Linked DNA regions of Mus musculus: all the other regions are linked to region 1. The links are chromatin contacts, called in public HiCAR-type and promoter capture Hi-C maps. All regions are on one chromosome and are shown on one strand. Each heading gives the region's core, a stretch centred on a gene start, on an enhancer-like site or on the middle of the called end of the contact. The rest is flanking DNA. Distances are from core to core; before and after follow the strand shown. Region 1 has its middle 65 kb from the start of 1810046K07Rik. Region 2 has its middle 5.8 kb from the start of 4933407I05Rik. Region 3 holds the start of Fdx1 (ferredoxin 1).

Region 1 (3,495 bases), core at 57-2,556:
ATAAGGGAGAAAACAGATAGTCTACAGAACACTATGCTACTAAGCTGTGATGTTAGGCCATTTGGTGCAATTTGCTTTAGGGCATTTTCAATTTATGTTAGATCGACTGGGATGCAGTCCAGTTTGAGTTGAATAATTGTATGTAACTTTCTGATGTTCATTCTTTCTTCTTGATGCTAATGCTGGAAGATTCTAGTTATTTCTTTCCCACTTTTTACTTACCTTGATTGAGGTATAATTAACACACAGTAAACCAAAGATATTTAAACTCTGCAACCTGATGACTTGTGACATATAAACATGTTCCTCAAACCGTTGCCAAAATCAAGATATATGTCTGTCTGCAGAAGTCTGTACACTCCTGTGACTCCTTTCTCTACTCCCAACCCTGTCTACACTGCCAGAAGTTCTTGAACTAGTTTCTGAAGTGATGGATTCATAAGAATTTTAAGTAACTGATATGCTCTCTTTTTCTCTTCTGGCTTTGCCTGCTACATACTGACTTTGAGAATAACTTGCCAAATATCGGTAGCTCTTTCTTTTATGTCTAAACATAGTTGGACTCACAGCATAGGACTCCTTCCAGGTTCTGGCTGCTACAAGTGAAACCACTGTAAACATTTGTATACCCATCTTGTGTGGAGGGATGTGTTTTCAATTATCTTGGTAAATAGCTCAGTGTACAATGGCTGGACCAGATGGCAAATGTAGATTGTCTTTGTAAGACACTGATAAACCCTTTTCAAAGTGGTTTTAATCCACCGGCTGTATGAGGGTCAGTTCTACCAGCACTAGATAAGATCTCTCTGTTACAGAGTTGCACACAGTTTCAATTGACATTTTATAGTAATTTGAAATTAAGAGTGGCCAATATTATTCTGGATTTTGAAGAGAATGGGGGGGAAAACGAGATATAAAAACGAGAATCTAGGCAAGTTAATACCAATCCCTGTCAAAACTCCAGAGCAAGCAGTCAAGCAAGCAGCCAGTAAATATTGTCATAGACTGGCAGGGTTGCTTCTGACTGGAGCTTAGTCTCACAGCTCATACTGAGTGGGGATTATTAATATTTTGCTAAGGCATTATTAGGTCAGGAAGATAAGAGTGGGAATGTAAGATCTAATGACTAAATACAGTCATCAGTGCTTGGCAGTGGCTTTCCGTTATGAGAAGGGCTCATGTGCACCTAGGTGGCTCGAGCCAGCTCCTCTGGGTCTGCCTTTGTTTGCCAGCCGTGTGTCTCCTCGTTCTCATTCTGCAGCAGCGGGGAGTTCTTCGCTTGCCTTTGGGTAGCGTCCAACTCCTCCAACCACCTCGTGTTTCATGACACTAATTTCTGTTTCAGTGTGTACTTTTCCACTCACAGTGGCTTCCTTCCAATCTCCTACATGTTTTTCCATTTAATCTAGTTGTCAACTCAGGGTATTTTTATGAAAAATCACTTGTACGCTGCTTGCCCATAAATTTTTATAATTTTCTAACTGGCTTAAACATAATGTCCCGTTATACCCTTACTCGTTATATTACCTATTGAATATTCAGTGTGGGGACAATCTTCTAATGCTAGTCAGAGGACTTAAGTCATTTAACACATAATGAGTTTTGTTATGCAGTCCATACTGTCTGTATTAACCTTGGCCCAATTTAGCCTTGTTTTTGGTTTTATTCGTGTCCCTTAATCCTAAACCATTCTGAGTTTGAGCAATACTTAATCTACACTGAGTCTATTATTTTAAAAGTTGAGTAGCTTCCCAAACCTGTTTCAATTGTCAGCAAGAAGTAAATTAATGTTGGTTTTCCTGAGTTGGGAAAGGAAAAAAAAATCTCCTTATGGATAAGACCCAGTCATAGGGTTTTCCCCTAGTACTCCGAAAGCATTTCTACAAATTAAAGAATGTAGACTTGCTTGCAGACTCCTAGTGGTTCTTAGAAAAGAAATGAATGTCAACAGAGTAAAAATGAACAGATTTTTATCTTTTAAGTTAAGAAGGACAATGAGAAAAATTGTTCATGGTCATCTTTTTGACTAGATAAAGGAAGTGTCAATAAGGTGTCCCACGCCCAAACCTCCATCTAATGAGCTAACAAAGAATCCAGAAGCCATCCAGAAATTAAAATGCATCACTGAGACTGGGAAACCAACCCTGCATGCAGTACTCAAGGGCAGCTAGAAGGATATCCTTAACTAGATGTATAAGACTATAGAAGATTGTCTAACTAGAAATAGAAGACTAACGATCTGGGACCAGGGCAGTCTCTGGTCTATGAAGGCAACTTCCCTTAGCTTATCAATACACTATAAAACAGTGTTCTAAATGTGCTTATGAAACTAACTTGAAGTCCTTAAATAAAATCACATCCAAATAAGCTAACAGAGATGGGCCAGTTTCCCCTCCCCATCCTGGAAGACCATGTGTTTTATGGGGCTTTGTTGTTTATGACACACTACAGTTTGAATTAGTAGGGTTCACAGAAACATTTCTCAAAATACAGTGTCAAAATCAGCCAAAGAGCTTGTTAGACATAAATTCTTCCCACCACCCTAGAGCTCCTAGAGATAGGGAGAGACAGCCGAGGAATGCGAGTAACTCAGTTTCAGTAAATTTGGAAACTTCTACTTTACACCTCTGAAGAGGATGTGCTGTGATTACAGCCTGGCTCTAATATACGAGATGTTCCAGATACAAGGGTACACTACATAACTTTTTAAATTTTGTGATCTGTAAATCATGCTGATATGTATTCTCTTAAGCCCACCTACCACTAGGGAATTTTAAGCACAATGAGAGATTGTATGAAGTTCATAGTTCAGTATACAGTCTAGAAAGCCTCGTACATTCAGCTTTCTGCATATGCGTGTCGTGATTTGTCCTTACACTGGTGCTTTGAGAGCAAATGTTAGACGAAGTTTTAGAACTAATGTGTCTCAAACCTAACCTACAAAAAAGATGAAGTAAGCCCAGTTTAGTGCCTGACATGTAGAAAGCAATTAGTAAATACTAATTGCTAATGAAGTACACGAATGGATAAATGTTGCATTACTTCATCTTTTCTATTCCCTTGTAAACTCTCGTTTACATAGTATAGAAATTACTACTACCATCTGCTGCAGTCCCATCCAAAGCTCAAGTATTCAACCATCATGAGCCAATGTGATATTAAGATGTTGGCTTTAAGAAATGCTAAGAAAATAATGATGGCTTTTTTTTTTCATAAATGAGATCAAGCATCTTATAAAAGTAGCTTCTCAAAGAATTTTTTACTTGTCTATAGAAAGAGTTTTGGTTTCTTTAAAAACCCGGTTATATTATATGAATGTTTTGGTTTTAATCCAAGCTATGGGATATGGAGCTGTTTCAGTTTGTCCACAGCTGTTAACTATGATTTTCTTGTGCTCTAGGAGGGGCATGGATTTTGCCAGCTGCAGATAGTTTAATTCTGAGAGTGGTGAAGAAAAAGAAGGAGGAGGAGAAGAAAGAGGGGAAGGTGGAGGAG
Region 2 (3,071 bases), core at 77-2,576, 510 kb before region 1:
TCTCCTGAGAGGCTCTGCCAGTGCCTGACAAATACAGAAGTGGATGTTCTCAGCTAAGCATTGGACTGAGCACAGGGTCTCCAATGGAAGAGCTAGAGAAAGGGTCCAAGGAGCTGAAGGAGCTTGCAGCCCCATAGGAGGAACAACAATATGAACCAACCAGTACCCCCAGAGCTCCCAGGGACTAAACCACCAACCAAAGAGCACATGGTGGGACTCATGGCTCCAGATGCCTATGCAGCAGAGGATGGCTTTGTAGGTCATCAATGGGAGGAGAGGCCCTTGGTCCTGTGAAGGCTTGATGCCCCAATGTAGGGGAATGCCAGGACCAGGAAGCAGGAGTGGGTGAATTGGTGAGCAGGGGGAAGGGGGATTTTTGATGGGAAATGAGGAAAGGGGATAGCATTTGAAATGTAAATAAAGAAAATATCTAATAAAAAAGTAATAAAAATAAAATAAAATGTTTTATTAAAAAATGTTACATTTCCATTAAAGCTTTTTAGGCAATCTAAGTCTCTTTTCTAATAGGGTCTGACATGGAGGCCATGGTAGCACCTTCAGAGGGAGAAATGTAGATAGCAATAATGATGCTCTGTGGTGACCGTGTATTGTCTGAAACTATGTCACCATATGCATTAATTTGTTCAATCCTCATGACAGCCTGTGGAGGTGGAGAACTCATTTTCCCATTGACAGAATCAATGGTCACTATTAGTGGGTAGTCTGCCCGCTGCTACACGCCAGCAAGCCAAATAAAGAAAGCCCTTGTAAGCAGATTTCTGATTTTAAATTCTAGCCTTGTGGAGTGGGAAGGCACACCTAACAGAGTTTTCCTTCTGTCATTGCTGTGTAGGGAGCCTGCTGGGCCTTAGGTACCTTTAACTGAAGCTCAAACCACTGAAAACAGACCTCGAATTTGGTTCATTGCTACAGTTTAAGTCTTGGGTTCTGGAGACTGAGTGATGGAAGATATGACCACCAGGTGGCAGTAGCACACACAGACTCTAGTGCTACTCTGACAGGTCTCATTTGTGGCACATACCTTACCACAGGAAAGTATCTGTGAGAGTCTACAGTTACTGCAGGGGCCACTGCGCAGAAAAGGGAACTCCCAAGGGAGGGGGTCAGAGACCCAGCTGAAATGTCAAGAGTCTGGGTCAGAGAGCTCAGCCGAGTGACAGAGGCTTCTGGGGTTTGTGGTTATCAGGTCTTTCTTATCTATGGTTTGTAGATGTTGGATGAAGCCTCCTGGGTTCTGCATAGTAGACAGGCTCCAAATGGCTAGATGTCTGCTTATTTAGACTATGACTAAAAACAACTGGATGTGTAAAAATCTGTGTTTAGTGCCAGAGCACTTTTGAGCTAACAGGTCTCAGCCTGCTGTGAAGAAGTAAACAGCCCAGAAGCCCATAGGCAGAGGCCACTGTAGCTCTTTTGTGTTATGCTTAGAAAGGTTCTAATTGCTAAGAGAGAACTGACCTACAGAACAGCCCACAGAAACCCACCGATAGCTGTATCAGCCTTGTCACCCACAGTCCTTAGGAGATGAAAGGCATCTTCAGAGGCTGCAAAAGAAAACAAAATCCAGAGATTACCTAATGCTGAATACAAATGCCAAGAAATTTAAGCAATAATGTTTAGTCAGAGCCCTGCTAGTCAAAAGTAAATAACTAAACAAACAATAATCTTGCTTTGGAGATTATTTCTCTTTCTACTAGTACGTGTGATTAATGGGCTAAGTCACTGGCCAGTACTTTATTTTTACAAACACACAAGGGGCTCATAATCACCACAGCAGAAAACACTCTCATTCTGTGCCAGGGGTTACGCTTTTCTGGGTGAGATCTGTAGTGATGCTGGTACATGGTCCTCAGTTAGTGGTCTATGGTAGTAAGTATACACATTTAGAATAAGCATTTTTATAGAATGTCTAATTGACAGAAGAAGGTCCAACCCACTGTGGGTGGTGCCATTCCCTAGGCAGGTGTTTCTGGGCTGTTTGAGGGAGCGAGGCAAGCATCTGCCTGAGTGAGCCAGTAAGCAGCCATGCTCGATGGTTTCGTCTGCAAGTTCCTATAGCAAATAATCATTTTTCATAGCAATTTGAAATTGCTGGCCACTCCCAAGCATTATCTTTATACAAAAGGATCCGCCCCAAGTTGGAAAAACAATAACAAAAATTGATCCGTGTCCTAGTTTCATTTCTGTGGCTGTGACAAAATATCATAACCAAAAGCAACTCAGAGGAGGGAAGGCTTGACTGCAGGAACTTGAAGAAGCAGCCATGGAGGAAGGCTGCTTACTGGCTCACTCAGGCAGATGCTTACCTCACTCCCTCAAACAGTCCAGAAACACCTGCCTAGGGAATGGTACCACTCACAGTGGGTTGGACCTTTGATGTCAATTAGCAATCAAGGCAACTCTGTCTGTACAGACATGCTCATGGATAAACTGACCTAGGGAACTGCTCAGTTGAGGCTTTCCCCTCAGCGGTCCCTTTAGGCTGTGTCAAGCAGATAGTTAAAGCTAACTAGGACCATCTTTCAGTTCAAGAAGTTCTTGATGTATGGTTTTGTTACTTACATCTTACCAAGAAGAGCCAGATGTTCACAATGATGATTTTGGCACTCTGGGTTACACAACAGACAAGTTGGTGCTGTGATTTGGACCCAGGTCATCTGACTTCAGCTTCTAGTATTAGGGACCATGTTATATGCCCTTAGGACTAATACCTCAGCCTGTCCACAGACTGGTGATCTCTGTGTACTGTGACCATGGCAGTTTTGAACAAAGATCTTGTATACAATGACTCTAAAACACATGGAAATTTTGTAAGGCAGAAGTTAGGCAGGGTCGGCTGATGGGGCCTGACACAAAGGGAGAAGAACAAACATATCAGCATTTGTGTTAATGATGGCTCATGGCCAGAAAGTCAGGGGTTCCAACCACAGACCCGACACTTTTCAGCACTAAGCACAAATCACCATGGATCCACAGCTGCGATCAATCCATGTTTTCTCGCTTTGCGTTCAGGTCTGGTCTTTGGAGACTAATGTGAAGAGGTGTAAAAA
Region 3 (3,416 bases), core at 856-3,355, 570 kb before region 1:
ATTGGTGTTGGTTTTTGTAACAGCAAGAATATTAAAATACTAGTGGGTTTGACATGAGTAAAACATGGAGGGGTGGCACTTTATAGACGAGGCGACCCATGGGCAAAAGCAAGTCTGCAATGATTCCATGTTGCTTTATCTATGTTCACAGCCAGCATGTTTTTCACTTCTTCTGGAATTCTGCTGAATGTCCATATCTTCAATCCTTAGCGTGACCTCACCTGCCTTTCAAAGTCTGGAGAACAATTCCCACCCTTGATCTCTATGAAGATGCTTCATGAATTCTAATGCTGATATTGAGTTACCTGGGAACACCAGCTTATTCTAAATGCCTAGTTAAAGCCTTGATATATTGGACTATTAAGATAAAACTACTCAACTACCTTATACACACCCTGCCAAGCAAAGCTTGTTCTTCTACAGGAGGACTGAGATGGAATGCATGCCTTGCCCAGTTCTCCTATGGTTGAATCATCTGATGAAGTTTTAGGTTTTGGGTTTAGGACTGAAAAACAACAAAAGCCTTCTCATCAGGATTTCTTCACCCCTTTCTAACCCGAGTTTTAAACATGATGTTAGCCCAAAGACTAAGGTAATCATGTCTACACCCTGCAGGTTCAATATCCATATGTCCTCTAGAGAGACTTTATACAGGTAGACTATCTCTTTAAATATTCATTTTAAAAGTATTTATTTTCTTGAGGTGTGCATGTGTATTCATGGGGTCAGAATGAGCATGTTCTGGGCATGCATGAGCTACCTGACTATGGGTGCTAAAAACGGAATTCTGCTCCTCTGGACGAGCGGCAAATGTCCTTAACACCTGACCAGTTTTGCACCTCTTAAGTATTACTTTTTAAATATTTTTATTTAAAAATATGTGTGTGTAGGTACGTGTATGCCACATGTCAGTGGGTGCCTGTGGAGGCCCGAGGGCAGAGGATTACTGTGAAACTTGGAGTTACAGTTTTAAGTTGGGAGCCAACTGCAGTGGGTGCTGAGAAACCAAATAAGATCCTGTGCAAGCTCAAGAAGTACTCTAACTGGTGAGCCGTGTGCTCAGCCTCTTGAGAATACCCTTTCTCCTCCCAAATGTATGTGTCTGCCTGAATCTATATCTAATGTGTACCATGTGCATGCCTGGTGTCCGAGGGGCCAGGAGAAAGTTTTGGATCCCCCGGAACTGGAGTTACAGAGAGTTGTGAGCAGCTCTATGGTTTCTGAGTCTTGAACCCAGGCTCTCTGCAAGGGCAACACACATTCTTTACCCCTAGCTACGTCTCCAGCCTCAGCTTGAATATTTAAGTAGTCTTTTACTGTCTTCAGTTCGCTTGCAACATGTGCTTCTGTCCTTCAGCACCTTATCAGGAATGCTCAAGATGATGTATGTATTGCTCATGGTCTGTGACGCAGTTCCTTGCCCTAATTCACCTAACCTCCAGAGTGGCCCTGAGTGTGAGCTTATCCGCAGTCATGGAAACTCTTATCCTCCAAGAGTAATTTATCCAAGGTCTCTGATCAACATAGGACTTAGGTTTGGAGGTTGCGTATCTGACCACAAAAACTCTTTCAAAAATGTACTAGCAATGACAACGTGCGCGTTTTAAAAGTCGGCTTTCTAGTTTTGAAGTCTGTTGAATAGTTACTCATTTAAGAAAAGTTTCCTGTTAACTTCTCAGGATTTTATATATTCAGTTTGTCAGTTCAGGCTGACCGTTATTACCTGCTTTCTTCAGCAGCCCTAAATAGCAAATTATTGATTATGAGATAGTTTATGCTTTTACCTATGCATGTCTCTCTTCATAAAAATGCCTATTGGCATTTTAAAACTTTGTATAACTCTCTGCTGTCCTGTGTAGGAAAAACCTAGGTCCCTTTTGCTGTAACTTGTATTCTAAAGTGTTGGAAACTGTGATAATTTGCTTTGTTTTTGAGGGTCTATGGCAAAAGGCAAAAGTTAATCTGGTGGCTTTTTGGTCAGTCCTTGATGAGTAATTGCTCCAGAGCGCAGAGCTGACTGCAGAAAAAGTTCAAGGTGAACTCTTAACCAGATCCCTGGAACAGTGCTCGGCCCCGCCCCGCGAAGGCGTGGCAGCGGCGAGGCGGGGCGCAGCCGCGGGTTATAGGACACGCAGGGCGCTCGCGGGAGTGTAGCCCTCTCGCAGCCGGACACGCGGGACCTACCCGACCCTCAGCACTGCGCAGGACTCCGCGGGACCCGGAACCTTCCGACAGGGTTATGGCGGCCGCTCCGGGCGCCCGACTCCTGCGCGCGGCCTGCGCCTCCGTCCCTTTCCGCGGCCTTGACCGCTGTCGGCTGCTGGTCTGCGGGACCGGAGCGGGAACTGCCATCTCTCCGTGGACCCCGAGTCCCCGCCTGCATGCAGAGGCCGGGCCCGGCCGGCCGCTGAGCGTGTCTGCGCGCGCGCGGAGCAGGTGAGGCGCGGCGGCAGCGGCGATGGGTCCCTCATCCCGCGGCCTGCGTTTCCGCCCGCGACTCCCTTCCGCCTCGCCTCTCGGTTGCTGGCCCCGCGCCGGAGAGCTCTTCCCGTGACCCTAGTCTTCTGGGCCTGGCTCGGGCGGTGTGGGGCGCTGGCTTTGGGGCTTCCTCGGTGGGTTGTCCTTGTCGACTTCGCCATTGGGGTTGCTTTGTGTTGGCCCTTTGTGCTGACTTCAGGTAGGGTAGGGTTTACACCCGCCCTGTTGACCCAGGGTAACAGTGTAGCCCTTATAGGATGATTTAAGGGATAAACGACCCCGTGAAGGTAACATTGCTCGTGCACCTGATTGAAAGTGAGGGCTCAGTAGGCAGCTGCCTCTTAGCAACAGTTCTGGGGGTCATAGTGTAGAGAATTCTGTGGTGAATGTTGAGAGAGAGAGAGAGAGATGAGAGATTCCCACCACCACCACCATGGGTGGAGATACTGGGTATATTTGTTCTCAAAAGCACGGTCCCCTTAGATTTACTAAAGACGAGATTTACTTACAGGTTTCTAAGTGTAGGGACAAGGTGAGAATCATATAATGTCAATGTCAATGCAAAACACATCTGTTACTTCAAAGGGAAGATGAAAGTTTCTTCAAAGTGAAACAAGAGTGGTTTTGGTCTGGAAACACAGATTAAGGTTTCCCTGGATTGTATGTTACTCGGTGGAAGAACTTAGCTCAACTTTTGTAGTCACAGTCCCAAAGAAAGTCACAAATCAATGTACTTGCCAAATATATTGCTGGGACACCAAGTGGATCACAGGATTATATAAAGCTAACTTACATAGATAGCATTTGGATCGGAAGCCGAATAATATGTTCCAAACGTCTTTACCTGGTAAACATGAAGCTCAGAAATAGTGTCTGGTGATACGTGGCCATTAAAGGCCTTCACTCAAGGTAACTTTGGCTGTCTCTAGATCTGTGGC

What was found. Promoter capture Hi-C pulls out the DNA fragments that hold promoters and counts their contacts. HiCAR-type assays count read pairs that join an accessible place to other places.
Region 2: a contact with region 1 is called in a HiCAR-type map of fibro-adipogenic progenitors, with 6 times the contacts expected there. The contact joins two enhancer-like sites. A contact is called at or near these places in 1 of 484 Hi-C or Micro-C datasets (bone marrow-derived macrophages) and 2 of 115 datasets of contacts at active chromatin or transcription factors (T-cell acute lymphoblastic leukemia and fibro-adipogenic progenitors).
Region 3: a contact with region 1 is called in a promoter capture Hi-C map of cranial neural crest, with 4 times the contacts expected there. The contact joins the promoter of Fdx1 here to the enhancer-like site in region 1. A contact is called at or near these places in 6 of 39 promoter capture datasets (the 3T3-L1 cell line, the C10 cell line, cranial neural crest and 2 more) and 4 of 115 datasets of contacts at active chromatin or transcription factors (astrocytes, double positive thymocytes, embryonic stem cells and 1 more).

Annotation. Positions count from the first base shown.
Region 1 is chr9:51,392,367-51,395,861 of GRCm38.p6, reverse strand. No RefSeq gene overlaps it. Among named protein-coding and RNA genes, the nearest start is that of 1810046K07Rik, 65 kb to the right of the region's middle. Within about 2 kb of position 1,306, at least 33 of the 459 cell types and tissues checked have an H3K27ac peak or open chromatin away from gene starts, as enhancers often do. A contact at or near this core is called in fibro-adipogenic progenitors, where this site is marked.
Region 2 is chr9:51,907,081-51,910,151 of GRCm38.p6, reverse strand. No RefSeq gene overlaps it. Among named protein-coding and RNA genes, the nearest start is that of 4933407I05Rik, 5.8 kb to the left of the region's middle. Within about 2 kb of position 1,326, at least 35 of the 459 cell types and tissues checked have an H3K27ac peak or open chromatin away from gene starts, as enhancers often do. A contact at or near this core is called in fibro-adipogenic progenitors, where this site is marked.
Region 3 is chr9:51,962,291-51,965,706 of GRCm38.p6, reverse strand. It overlaps Fdx1 (ferredoxin 1), which reads left to right and starts at 2,105. Exons shown (of 4, transcript NM_007996.2): 1 at 2,105-2,436. The coding sequence starts at 2,240.